Regions from separate parts of the Oryctolagus cuniculus genome. Here region 1 is linked to region 2. A link is a contact called in public Hi-C data. All regions are on one chromosome and are shown on one strand. The core of a region is the stretch at or near the end of the contact, and the rest is flanking DNA. Distances in the headings are between cores, read along the strand shown. Region 1 holds the start of IKBKE (inhibitor of nuclear factor kappa B kinase subunit epsilon). Region 2 overlaps SRGAP2 (SLIT-ROBO Rho GTPase activating protein 2).

Region 1 (5,732 bases), core at 302-2,801, 73 kb before region 2:
AGGCCGCTATCCCTAAAATACTTTTTTAAAAGAAGTTTGTTTGAGAGGCAGAGAGAAAGAGAGGGATAGAGACACTCAGGGAAACAGGCTGAGAGAGCTCTCCCCTCTGCTGGGTCACTCCCGGGATGCCCATGATGGCCAGGGGGCAAAGACGATCCCGGAGCCAGGAACCCCACCCAGGTCTCCCCCGAGCCTGGCAGGGACCCCGTCACGGGAGCATCACCCGCGTCCTCCGGCAAGGAGCTGGACTCGGGAGCCGGGAGCCAGGGTGGGGAGTCAAAGATGCTGGACACAGCAGCTTCATGTCCGGACCAGACACCGGCCACTTTTCCCTTCAATACGGTGGGGAAGGCTGGGCTGGGCTAGACGGGGCCTCTTCAAACTGCGGGCTGCCCTGCCTGCCCTGGGAGGATGCACTGGTGCCTACGGTGAGCTGGCCAGTCTTTCCTGGGGGCTGAGCGGGAGTCGCCATCGAGGCCAGAGCTGTGAGGCTGGGGCAGAACCTACTGGTACCAAAGCCAGGGGCCCAGCCTGGGGAGCCAGCAGGCAGCAGACTTTACCCCCTTCAGCATCCTCCCCAGGGCCAGCAAGGGACCTGGGGCCGGGCAGAGCAGAGCTGAACACCCGGGGTCGCGGGCAGTGTGGTGCAAAGGGCAGAGCCCAGGCCAGGGTGGCCAGTCCCTGGGTCTGTACGCTCTGCGACCACTCCCTGCCCCCACCCCTGCACCCGGCAGAGGGGCTGGGGAGCTGCCCGCCCACCCACCACCGCTCCCGCCTCCTGGGGCTCCAGCGCGGCCAAACGCACTCACCGCACGCTCTGAGCTGGAGTCAGGCCCAGCCTCTCCCTGGCGAGCGTGTGTCCGGCTTCCTGTGTGCGGCGGCGAGCCCAGGAGCTGAGCTGCACCGGAAAGAGGAGGGCGGATGAGACGCAGCCTTGGGTGCTGTGTGATCTTTCAGTCTCCATCAAAGGCCACCAGCCTCAGCCCATTAACCCTTTCCTGTCGGTCACCTCCCCCACGGGGCGGGGGGGGATGGGGGTGGTTTCCAGTCCTTTTCCCCAAGCGGTTCCGGGACCCTTTCCGGGCCACGCCCTCTCCTGGGACTCTGGCCAGGGAGCAGGGCCCCAGGGAGAGGTGAGGGCAGGCAGTCGGGGGCATCAGGCAGCGGAGCCTGGGAAGAGAGCCCTGTTGACCACGGGCAGCGCCCTAACCCGCGACCCTGCCAGCCTCAGGCCGGCTTCCCACGCGAGCACAGGACGCCACGGCCCTGCGCGCGGCCCTGGCCTGGCCGCCCCTCCCCCGCGCAGCAGCCCACTCACCCCATCTCCTGCCTCAGCGGGCGGCAGGAGGGGAGTGCGGGCTTGCGGGAGGGGAGCGCGGCGCCCCGGGCTCTCGGGGCTCCCTGTCACTCACTGGCAGCTCCACAGCATCCTGGGCCCAGAGGCAGCGCCCGATGAAGCGGCCCGGTGGCGCCCCAGGAGCGGGGGCTGTGGGGTTTCCGCGGGACACTCAGCTCGGCACAGCACAGTGCGGTGGCTCGCAGCTCTCACACTTCCTGATTTCGTTCTCTCTTGCTCCCTCGGGCTCCCTTTCGCTCTCTCTCTCTTAAAGAGACAGGCAGCTTGGCTGCTGCCAACCACACCTGCCGGCTGGAGGAAGAGTGTGAGGTCCAGAGGCCTGAGCTGCAGTGGCACGCGGCTGGGTGCCTCCCTGCCCCGATTGCGTTCACTGGAGCAGAGAAGTTCAAAGCTCTGCCCAGCGTCTACAGAGCAGGCAGGACAACTCGGCCTGGTGGAGAGCTTCCTGGGAAGCCAGCACCCACAGCTGGGAGACTCACGGAGGCTCAGGCCCCCTGTCCAGGTCCAGCCACTCCTTGGACTCAGCACGGTGAGCACGCAGAGGCCCAAGAGTACGCGCCGAACCAGGGCATGCGCTCCCTGGAGACCCAAGGAGAGACGCGTGGCCGGGAGCGATATTTGGAGAGCGCAGGAGCCTGGAAGGCATTTTGTGGGCAGATACTGGGGGCCCTGAGACCCACACATCTCGAGGGATTTGCGCAGGGTCCTCAGAGACACTGGAACACGCCAACCTCCCAGCCAGGGTGTGTCGGGGGGGTGGGGTTGTGGCTCTGAGAACGCAGCCGGACAACCAGGAAATTCCATGTTTCTGTAGTGTTGGGGGGACTTTCCCACGGCAACACCTGGTGGTTTCTCTGCCAGCCCCGCCCCGTCGCAGTGACACCAGGAAGGAGCAGAGCCTTGCCTCACCTCCTGCTCAGAGATGCACCTGCTGATAAGGCGGAACAGAGGCCCGGCTGCAGGCGCTCCCGGCAGAGCCAGAAGGAAAGTCCGAGATCGTCCTGCCCCACCCACCACTCCCCGATGCACCTGCTGGCAGGTGGGAGAGCTGTGCTTCCTGGGTGCCTTGGTGCACTTCCTGGGTGATCCGGGTGGGGCAGGGGACCCCACCAAAGCTTTTGCAGGGTTGCCTCCTCCCTCCCCCCCAGCTCCTGCCTCCGATAAAGGGATTGGGGGAAAAGCAATCCTTCCATGAATCTGAGTCCCTGAGTAGCCATGAGGGGCAGATCCCCCCCACCCCCCGCAATCTCCGCTGGCCCACAAGGGACATTCAGCTTTGCTGAGAAATCAGCCAGTGTTGATTTCGGCTACTGAGTTTTGCAACATGTCCCAGCTGATCCTTGCCATCAACCCCTTTCTGGGATGAACCTACTGAGGCCTTACCAGCAGCCCTTCTTTCCTCTCCAGGAAGCCCAATCTCTCGTTCACAGTGTGGTCAGCCCCTTCGAGCAACAAACATGTGCCACCTCTGAGAGGCAGGCACACCTGCGCTAAGCTGGAGGGTGTAGCCCTCAGCAGAGGCCGGCTTTGTGGACCCTGGCAGCGGGGCTGCAGGGTTGGCGGGGGTCAGGGGGCCAGAAGTGTTGGCTAGAGGCAGGGCTGCATGACCAGACTTTGCAAAGAGGGGAGTGGGGTAGAGGAGAGGGAGGCAGCATGGAGGCAAGAACGGAGTGGGGCTGGTTCAGGACCTCACCCCACCCCCACCTGCTGTCTGTGGCAGGCCAGGGTGGAAGGGGGCCTGCGATCAAGTTCCCCTGAGCCTGACCTGTGGGTTCACATCCTGTGCGGCCAAGATGAAGGAACCTCTTGCCGGGGCCCCAGCTGGGCAGCGTGGCCAGGATTTGGTCTGGGCAGGTGCGGGCGCCTGGTGAGCATCGGCAGGGCAGAAGTCCGGGAGAGTCACGCTTTCCCGGGGTGGGGGCTCTGGAGCCCTGGAGACCGAAGCAGCCATCAAAGGCAGCACAAGGAGCAGAGGCCGGGAGAGGGGGTCCTTGGGGGCAGCTGTGAGGGAAAACACGGCAGATCTGCCTCCAGCGGCCGGGGCTCTGAGGCTTAACTTGGGTCACTTACCCTGGGTGACCTTGGGGCAAGTCATCCAACCCTTCTCCTAGGGTTGGTGTGAAAACAAAAGATGATGGTGCAGTAGATTAACGCTCTGGCCTGAAGCGCCCGCATCCCACATGGGCGCTGGTTCTAGTCCCGGCTGCTCCTCTTCCAATCCAGGTCTGTGCTATGGCCCGGGAAAGCAGTAAAAGATGGCCCAAGTGCTTGGGCCCCTGCACCCATGTGGGAGACCCGGAAGAAGCTCCTGGCTCCTGGCTTCGGATTGGTGCAGCTCCAGCAGTTGCGGCCATCTGGGGTGTGAACCATCGGATGGAAGGCCTCTCTCTCTCTCTGCCTCTTCTCTCTCTGGGTAACTCTGACTTTCAAATAAATAAATAAAATCTTTTATATACATATAAAAAAAGATGATGTGCCTAGTACCTGGCATTTTGTCATCTCTTCTACCCCTGCCTGGCCGGAAGCAATTTTTCCCAGCCCAGGAAAGGAACAGGGCAGGGTGGGGATGCAGTGCTGAGCACGGCCGTGGGTCCTCAGGGCCGGTGGAGGCCAGAGCCAGCCCTGGCCAGGAGCGTGTGGGCAGAAGGAGGGGCAGCTCCCCCAGGCAGCGCGCGGCCCCCAGGCCCCTGTGCGACCTCTGTCCTGGTTCCTGGTACAGAAGAGAGAGCATTTCCCGCCATTCTCTCCCACACTCTGAGCTCAAGCCTTCGCCTTCCGCCTTCCGCGGCTCTGGAACCCAAGCGGCGCTGAACAGGGAGTGCAGCCACTGCCTGCTTCCCCACTGAGACAGCGGGAAGTGCGTCTCCACCCGGCCAACCTTGCCACCCGCGCTCTGCAGCTCACCGTTCAGGCCCAGGGCTCCTGCCCTCTGACCACACTGCCTCTCCGCTGCTCATCTCAAAAACCAAAGCCTGCTCCCACAGCCTCTCCTGAAGCCCCTTCGCTGAGACGCCCTCGATTGAGTCTTCCTCCCTCCCCACTGGCTGCCCATTCAGACTCACGTCCCCTCTACTGAAAACAGTCATGTCGGGGTCACCTTTCTACACGTCAACACCCTCCCCCGCCCGCGACACTTCCGTCTCTGAACCACACCCCTCACAGTCACTCTGCAGGATTTCTAGTCATTGGCACCCTCTCTTTTGTTCATCTACCCGTTTTTCCCAGAGATCTCATGATTTGAATGCGTCTGTCATCTAATAGCTGCCAAGTTTGCTATCAAGCAGGATCTCTCCCTGGAACCCGCAGGCTGTCAGCCTGTGTCACCCCCAGCCCCGGGCCCAGGCCGACCCCTCTCGTCTTCCTGCTCAACTCCTTCCTGCCATGATGGGCTTTCTCCACCAGGCAGGCCCTGCTCTCCCTCACGGTTTCACTTTCAGAGTGACAGCTGTGTTGTTTGTGTGTCCTCTTTGAAAAGTTCCTTCCCCATTTCTCCTATTCAGCGCTGTAGGACAGGCTCCAAAGTTTGCTGACTGACTCAATGATTGGTCTCTGCCAAATGTCACAAGCTGGGGTTGTTAACGGAAGCCTCCTATTCCTGTGGATGTAAACATTTAGCTCATCTTAAAGATTGTTTCCTAAATGCATCCCCACCTTGTCTCTGCTGGTTTCTATCTGGAATAGAGTAGAATGGGCTTGTGTCTCAATGGTGGTAGCAATGGTCTCATTGCTACCACTTCCCATCAAGCTCCCAACAGAACATGGGAGATAGATGGAGAGGAAGCTGTTTTGCCCTCTGCTGACGGTGGAGGAATGGGCTGCCTCTCCCTCTGGGGTGCTCCAGGCCCGACCCGCGGTCCCTCTACTCCAGCAGTGAAAACACATTCACACCACAGTGTGGCAGAACAGCCTCGGCTTTGACTCACCCACCCGTGTAGCTGTTCCATTAGAACAGGAGTGGAGGGGCCGGCGCTGTGGCGTAGTGGACTAAACTGCCGCCTGCAATGCTGGCTTCCCCTATGGGCGCCGGTTCTAGTCCCGGCTGCTCCGATCCAGCTCTCTGCTGTGGCCTGGGAAAGCAGTGGAAGGTGGCCCAAGTCCTTGGGCCCCTGCACTTACATGGGAGACCCCGGAAGAAGGTCCTGGCTCCTTCTGGATCAGCTCAGCTCTGGCTGTTGTGGTCATTTGGGGAGTGAACCAGCAGCTGGAAGACCTCTCTCTCTCTCTGACTCTCTGCCTTTCAAATAAATAAATAAATCTTTTTTTTTTTTTTTTTTAATATGGGAGTGGGAAGAGACACAGGTTGGAAGGGCAGGGCTGAGCTGGACGATACGTGACAGGTGGAGATGGCAGACCTAAGAGACTGGGACGTGTCCCA
Region 2 (6,379 bases), core at 1,956-4,455:
GTCCCAGCTGTACCACTTTTGATCCAGCTCCCTGCTAATGCACCTGGGAAAGCAGCCAAAGAGGGCTCAAAGGCTTGGGTCCCTGCACCCAGATGGAGTTCCAGGCTCCTGAACTGGAGCCAGCCCTGGCCATTTTGGTCATTTGGGGAGTGAACCAATACATGAAAGATCTCTCTCTCTCTCTCTCTCTGTCCCTCTCAATCTCTGTAACCCTGCTTTTCAAATAAATCTTTTTGTAAAAAGAAAGTTATTTTAGAGAATAACATTCTTAAATCAGTCCCTTTCTCTTTCTCTCTCTGTAATTTATTTATTTGAGAGGCAGAGCTACAGAGAGAGAAAGATACAGAGAGAAAGGTCTTCTATCTGCTGGTTCACTCCCCAAAGATAGCACTTGGTCCATCTTCCACTGCTTTCCCAGGCTATAGCAGAGAGCTGGACCAGAAGAGGAGCAGCCAGGACATGAACTGGGGCCCATCTGGGATGCCGCTGCTGCAGGTGGCGGCTTTACCTGCTACACCACAGTGCTGGCCCCTAAATCAGTCCCTTTCAATGGTCTTCTTTAGAATTAAAAAAAATAATCTTATGAATTCTAAGTTGAACTAATTAAAAAACAGACTTAAAAATATTAGCAAATCATTAGTGTTCTTAATGAAGAAAGGACAGTGTTTAAATATGAATAAACAAATTGTTCCAGTTGGAGCAAAAATTCAATTTACAGCAGGCAGACTGAGCTTCCTGACTGAAAAACAAGTTAATTTCTTTCATTCAGAATCAGTATGCATATTCACTGGCTATATTTCATCTCACATCTGCAAACTTAATTTTTTCTTTCTTGGTCTTCAGAAGATTAGGAAACAAATTTTAGTTCAGGCAATAAATCCTACTTGGCAAGCTCAAAATAACTTAATTATTAAAAAGCTGCACTAAAGACCAGCTAGCAACCTTCCAAAGGGCTGTTAATGCCACTTAAAAAAAAAAAAGTCCATCTGTCTAAAGTAAGACTGGAGATATATGAATAACAAAGTACACTGTTTTAGAATTCTCTGCAAAACAACGTTACATATTATGATTCCCTTTGAGTTTTAGCCATAATTATGAAAAATTATTCTCCAACACATCACCTAGAACCTATATACACTTTTAAAAAACAAAGTATGTATTAGCCACAATAACTAGAAGTAGTTCCTAAAAACCAAGAGATCAAGTTCCCCTTTCCTGGTTTCATGCAGGCTGAGAAGAAAGCTTTGAAAGGAAAGCCTGCTAGCCGGTTCAACACTTCTTGAAGAGGAAAATCTTGAAGTATACTTGGGAGCATCCTTTTTCTTGGGGAATCCCTTTTAGACATACAACTTGTAGACATTTGTTGCCTTTAAATACAGGGATGGTTTTCAAGTATGCCCAGATTCAAATCCAGAACATTCAAAGCCTGCCTTTCAGACACTGGCCAAGACCTCAGAACTCTCCCTTGTGTGCTGAAGTGCCTGTTGATGTTCTTTAAAAGCCACTGAGCTCTCTTACCGTGAAATAAAACTGCTCTGTCTCTTGCTGGTTGGCTCTCCTCTTAGCAATGCTGGGTTTGCTCATGAAAGTTTCTGAAACTGTGGACTTGACAGACTCCATGGAGTTGCTGTATTGGAAGCAGTCGGACACATCAAAGTCCTCAACGGTCACAATGTCCTGGATGGTTTGCAAGGTGGCCTCCATTGTCTTTTTAACCTGCAAAGACAAGGGCCAACGTAATATACAGGGCAGGCTGCAAAATAGCAGGAGACGGAGAGGCTTAGAGAAGTGGGACAGGGAGTGGGCTGTAAAGCATGGAGGACTGCTGTCAGAGGGCGCAGCTCTGCTTCCCACCACACAGTGCTGAGTGAGAGAGAAATTTCACACGGACTGCCGCGGTGTTCTATTCTCTCCAGTAAGAACCTAAAAACCGCTGCTCCCTTTGTGTTATGTACTTGACCCAGCTCTTTTACTGAATGTTTACTTTAAAAATTTCATATTAGCTCTTCATTATAATGGAAGCACTAAAGGAAAGAGAATGAAATAACTCCAAACCAGTCCCATTGTACAAAGAACAAGCTAACAATGTGCGCTGGGCCTAGACCTGCAATTCCCCAGGTTCTGTTTCTTAACCTTGAACAAGTCGATGAACTTCTTTCCCTATTTGCATGTTGAGTGACCCTCAGTCCTTCCTGATCTTCCTGGGAAAAGTAAGACTCGCTGAGATGCAAGGTAAGAACCAATCTGAGCTCAATTGAAAGCTAGATCATCAATCATACTGCCCTTTTGAACTGGTTGTTGAAAGCAAATACACTGAGGCCAGAAAACAGTCACCCTTTCCTAAGAGGATGGAGATGTTTGAAGTGTCAAAGTCAAAGGCTTCTGTTTGTTTGAAAATGCTGGAAAAAACCAGGCATGAGGGGGTGGTTTCAGAGACACAATATTGTTCACACAGCTGCCAAGTGCCATTTTGATTAAATTGTAGAGGGGGGAAAAAAAAGCATTTTGTAAAAGCCCAAAATAGAGCACAACCTTTGGCAAGGCAAGAGCAACTTCCTGGAGTTTAAGGGCAGGATGCAGCCGAGGGGGAAAGTCCAAGCCTACATTTGGCTAGGACATGTTAGTAGCAGCCCGGACATTCTCTGCGTGCTCTTTCCACCTGCTCCCAGATGGGCAGCAGCAAGAGGTGCAGGAGGAAAACGCAGGGGCTGGGCTTGACGCTCATGGGCGGGAAACTCACCTCTTCGTTCTCAATCTTCAGAGTGGATAATCGAGACTGCAGTTGCTGGCACCTCTGCACCAGCTCGCTCTGGACAGGCTGCTGGGCACAGAGCTGGGAGGCCTGCCAGAAGACAGCAACACTAGGTCAGGTAGAGGACATAGTTCTTCTGGTGGTTCCAGAGTTCCCATTACCGCTAATAAAACGACTCATAGTCAAGTTGTAAGGCTCACAGTTGAAACAAAATCCAAAGCCAACGTGCGTGGATCTCTTCCAGGACTAAACAGCACACGAAAGGAATGAGGAGGGGGATCTGCTTAGAGAGACGAGATCTCTCTCCTTGGAGCCCATCTCTAGGCTGGCAACTGGCACAGATCTACGCAGGGTCTGCAGCCCTGTGGAAGGCTGAGGCGCTGGAGAAAAGTACCTTGGCAGCCCTAGCTCCACAAACACAATGCTTTGGCACAGAGAGGACTTCCTGCTATGGGTTCAAGTGGCCACCTCTCTGGGCCTTCCCTCACCCCACTTTGCACACCAGAGTGAAAGCAGGAGAAAAGTGGGTCAGGAGGCTAACTTGCCACTGTTGGCAGCCAGCATATGTTTAACAATCCAGGCCATGCATGAGAGCTATGACTCAAAGAAAGAGTGTGAAGGGAGGAACAAGTTTGTGGGCTGTACTAGGGGGCCCAGAGGGCATTGAATCTGGGGGTGGTTGGCATTTTCCACAGTTACCATTTTACCCCAGGTCTTCGCTCAATCCCTGTGGGAGAGGCTCCTTCCCCCAAGGATTACTGCCAATTAGCTTTCCCCTGTGTGAAGGGAAGACTGAACTGCTGTCTCCTGATGGGGGTGTGGCTTGGGCACCAGGTTACCCACAGTCCCCAGCGTGACAGATGAGGAGCAGAAGGCTGGGAGAATTGGGAGGCAAGACCCATGTGGAGGCAGTTCCTGTCGCCTTGCTGCCATGTGTCCCCTGGCCTCTTGTTTGTAGAAAGAGATCTGCATAGGACCGGCCTTCTTCCTTACCAGCAACAAGTGGGTACATTCACATGCCCATAGCCCATTCTCTGCTCAAAAGACAAAAACTCTCTTCAAATGGAGAGGGCTAGGACTCGACCTTTTCCTCCATTGGCTTTTAAACTCCCAAATGACCTCTCCCTCCAGTTAAAAGACTGGCCCAAGCCAGCTCTCAGATCTAGAGAGCTGACTTCACTCTGGCTATTGGATAAGCAGACATAATGAAGAAAGCTTGGTGGCCAGAATGGTGTAGTGCCAAAAGTGAAATTTTCTGGCTGCCTGATATCATCAGTTAGGCATTCAGAGTCCCATAACCCTCTGGGAGCAGCAAGCGTAGAGCCAAGGACCTCTCAGTAGATCTAGAGTGCTTGGCACCAGTTCACTGCTGAGTGCCCCAGAACACCAGTCGGTATGGGGTCTTGGCCAATTTCAGAGCTTCCGGTCAAAATGCCACCCGTATTCTGGCGCTACTTCAAGGACTTCCAGGCAACTCCCTCCTGTTGCTCCAGTAGTCTGCCGCCAAGCCACACTGATGGGGACGGACTGGCACAGGGATTTGCCCTCTCTCTTCCCACTCCTATGAAGGCTAGGCTGGAATGTGGAACCTTTGCAAGTTCTAGGTGTGGCCCTGGCCTCTCCCGGGTTCATTCACTCATCAGCTATATCACACAAAGGGAGGGTCCAGGCAGAAGAATGAACTATCAATCTTCAAAGTAACTCAGACCCAGCAGGGAGGAATCATGGAGGGAAAACTACTGTGGAGCCTGTTCCTTTAAGAAGCAGCGGAGCCACGGATGCATGCTTTGGCAGTGGTCCTCTACCAGGGTGCAAGGTAATATATTCCAGCTGTGCTCTGGAGTATGGAAATAAAGCTCTGACAGGGCTAGGAGGGGGCCTGAGTACCCAGCATTTGGATTCCCCCTTTATGGAGACAAGCTGTTTGGCTCACAAGACAACTCAGTCAACACCAGAAAATCTATCACTGCGCTTGGTCTCCAAGTTCCACTGATTCTTGGGAAGGAATCTCAGTGGCAGCTGGAGAGGGGTTTGGAAGGCAAATCTGACCAGCAGCCAGGGCAGGTGAAGAATGGGGCTTCCTGGGGTTTGGTGACACCCCTCCCCCAATTCTAATTGCACATGCTGCCATCTCACTTGCCCATCTGTTCAGACACTGACATTTCCTAAGCCATAGCAATGGAAGCTAACTGCAAATGGCTTGGTTTTCTCCAAGAATGAAAAGAAAGAAATCATCTCCATGTTTTTGTCTTTAGGATAGAAATGTGCCAGGCTCCACAGTGGCCTATTAATGACGGCAAATCCTCTGGTTACATTGGGTACATTGCCACTCTGGAGCACAATTTTCTAAAGTCTGGATGTCAACCTTTAGGGAAGACCATTCTGGTCTCTGGTCTCCTAGCATAGACTCCTCTTAGTAATTTGGAATGACTGCCCTCGGGGAGGGAACCTCCCACTCCACAGCTCAGGCCACTTGCTCTATTTTGGAGAATGGGACCCAGCCATACAGCAATCACTGAACTGAAGACACTTAGCCCCAGTGACTGGCTCAGGAATAAGCAAAACCAGATACAATGAGACTTCCGTGGGAGCCTTGGGGAGGAAGGCACATATGCTTTCCACTGGACTTTAGTCTACAAGGAGCTGAGGCTGAATATGTAGTCACCTTGCCCCCAGTGGATAAGGGACTAGATAAAACAGAGTTACAGACTATGAAATAGAGCTGACACACAGAGGGACGAAACCTGAGTGTTGGTAAAATTCCTGCTCCTAAATCCAACCATGCCTGAAGGTCCATCCTGATGTTCTCTATCACATAAGCCTATCTATTCTCCTGATATAACCTGTAGGTGAAATGTTGGCTCTTACCCACAGAAAACAAGGTTCACTCTTATTTGTACCCTCAACCACCAGAAGCAGAACCAACAGATTCAGAGGAATGAAAACCAAGAGGCTTCCCTTTTCTCTCATGTTAGTTCATTTAGGCCTTTCTTGTTCTGGTCGCTGAAGGTTAAGGGTCTGAAACATGCCCCTGTGTTCATGCCCTCCCGCCTGAGCAACCAGCATGGGCCTCATCTTTTCAGGAGGTACCTATTCTTTTTTGTTCAATATCTAAGCAAAACCATACCCTTTATCACAATCTTCTAAATCCATGGAATAAGATCCTTTGGAACTCGGCCAAATGACAGAAAATCACATCATCCCCCTGTTCAGCCCTCCCTCCCCATAGAGGTCTCCAGGGCCTGGCCTCACCTATGCTCTCCCCTCTTCCAGCCTCACCCCTGCGAGCTCCTCCTTTTCCACTTTCCTTTTACTATTAGTAGTTCTTAGAATACACTTAGAATACAGAGTTACAGACTATGAAATAGAGCTGACACACAGAGGGACGAAACCTGAGTGTTGGTAAAATTCCTGCTCCTAAATCCAACACACTTACTGGTGTGTGTGTGTTTTTTTTTTTTTTTTTACCTTTTTTGATCCTGCTGGGCCCCACTGGGGCCCTTCCAGAGCATATTTCTAAATCTTTCCCAGCCTCAGCTCTCTCATTCAATAGACTGTACGCTTCCTGAGGGTTCTGATCCCCACTGCCTACAGCCAAACCTAGTGGACAGTAGTTGAATGAATGGA

What was found. A called contact is a pair of places that touch in the nucleus more often than the background predicts.
Region 1: a Hi-C map of embryonic fibroblasts shows a contact between it and region 2, with 2.3 times the contacts expected there. The contact joins the promoter of IKBKE here to the enhancer-like site in region 2. A contact is called at or near these places in 2 of 6 Hi-C or Micro-C datasets (embryonic fibroblasts and skin fibroblasts).

The regions. Positions count from the first base shown.
Region 1 is chr13:21,669,452-21,675,183 of mOryCun1.1, reverse strand. It overlaps IKBKE (inhibitor of nuclear factor kappa B kinase subunit epsilon), which reads right to left and starts at 1,551. Exons shown (of 22, transcript XM_051821261.2): 1 at 1,413-1,551; 2 at 810-898. LOC138845089 reads left to right here and starts at 1,032. Exons shown (of 3, transcript XM_070056217.1): 1 at 1,032-1,886; 2 at 2,219-2,396; 3 at 3,581-3,826. The coding sequence starts at 1,032. The coding sequence ends at 3,609.
Region 2 is chr13:21,597,872-21,604,250 of mOryCun1.1, reverse strand. SRGAP2 (SLIT-ROBO Rho GTPase activating protein 2) reads right to left here. Exons shown (of 23, transcript XM_051821259.2): 9 at 2,741-2,842; 10 at 1,519-1,716. Among named protein-coding and RNA genes, the nearest start is that of IKBKE, 73 kb to the left of the region's middle. Within about 2 kb of position 3,205, at least 2 of the 8 cell types and tissues checked have an H3K27ac peak or open chromatin away from gene starts, as enhancers often do.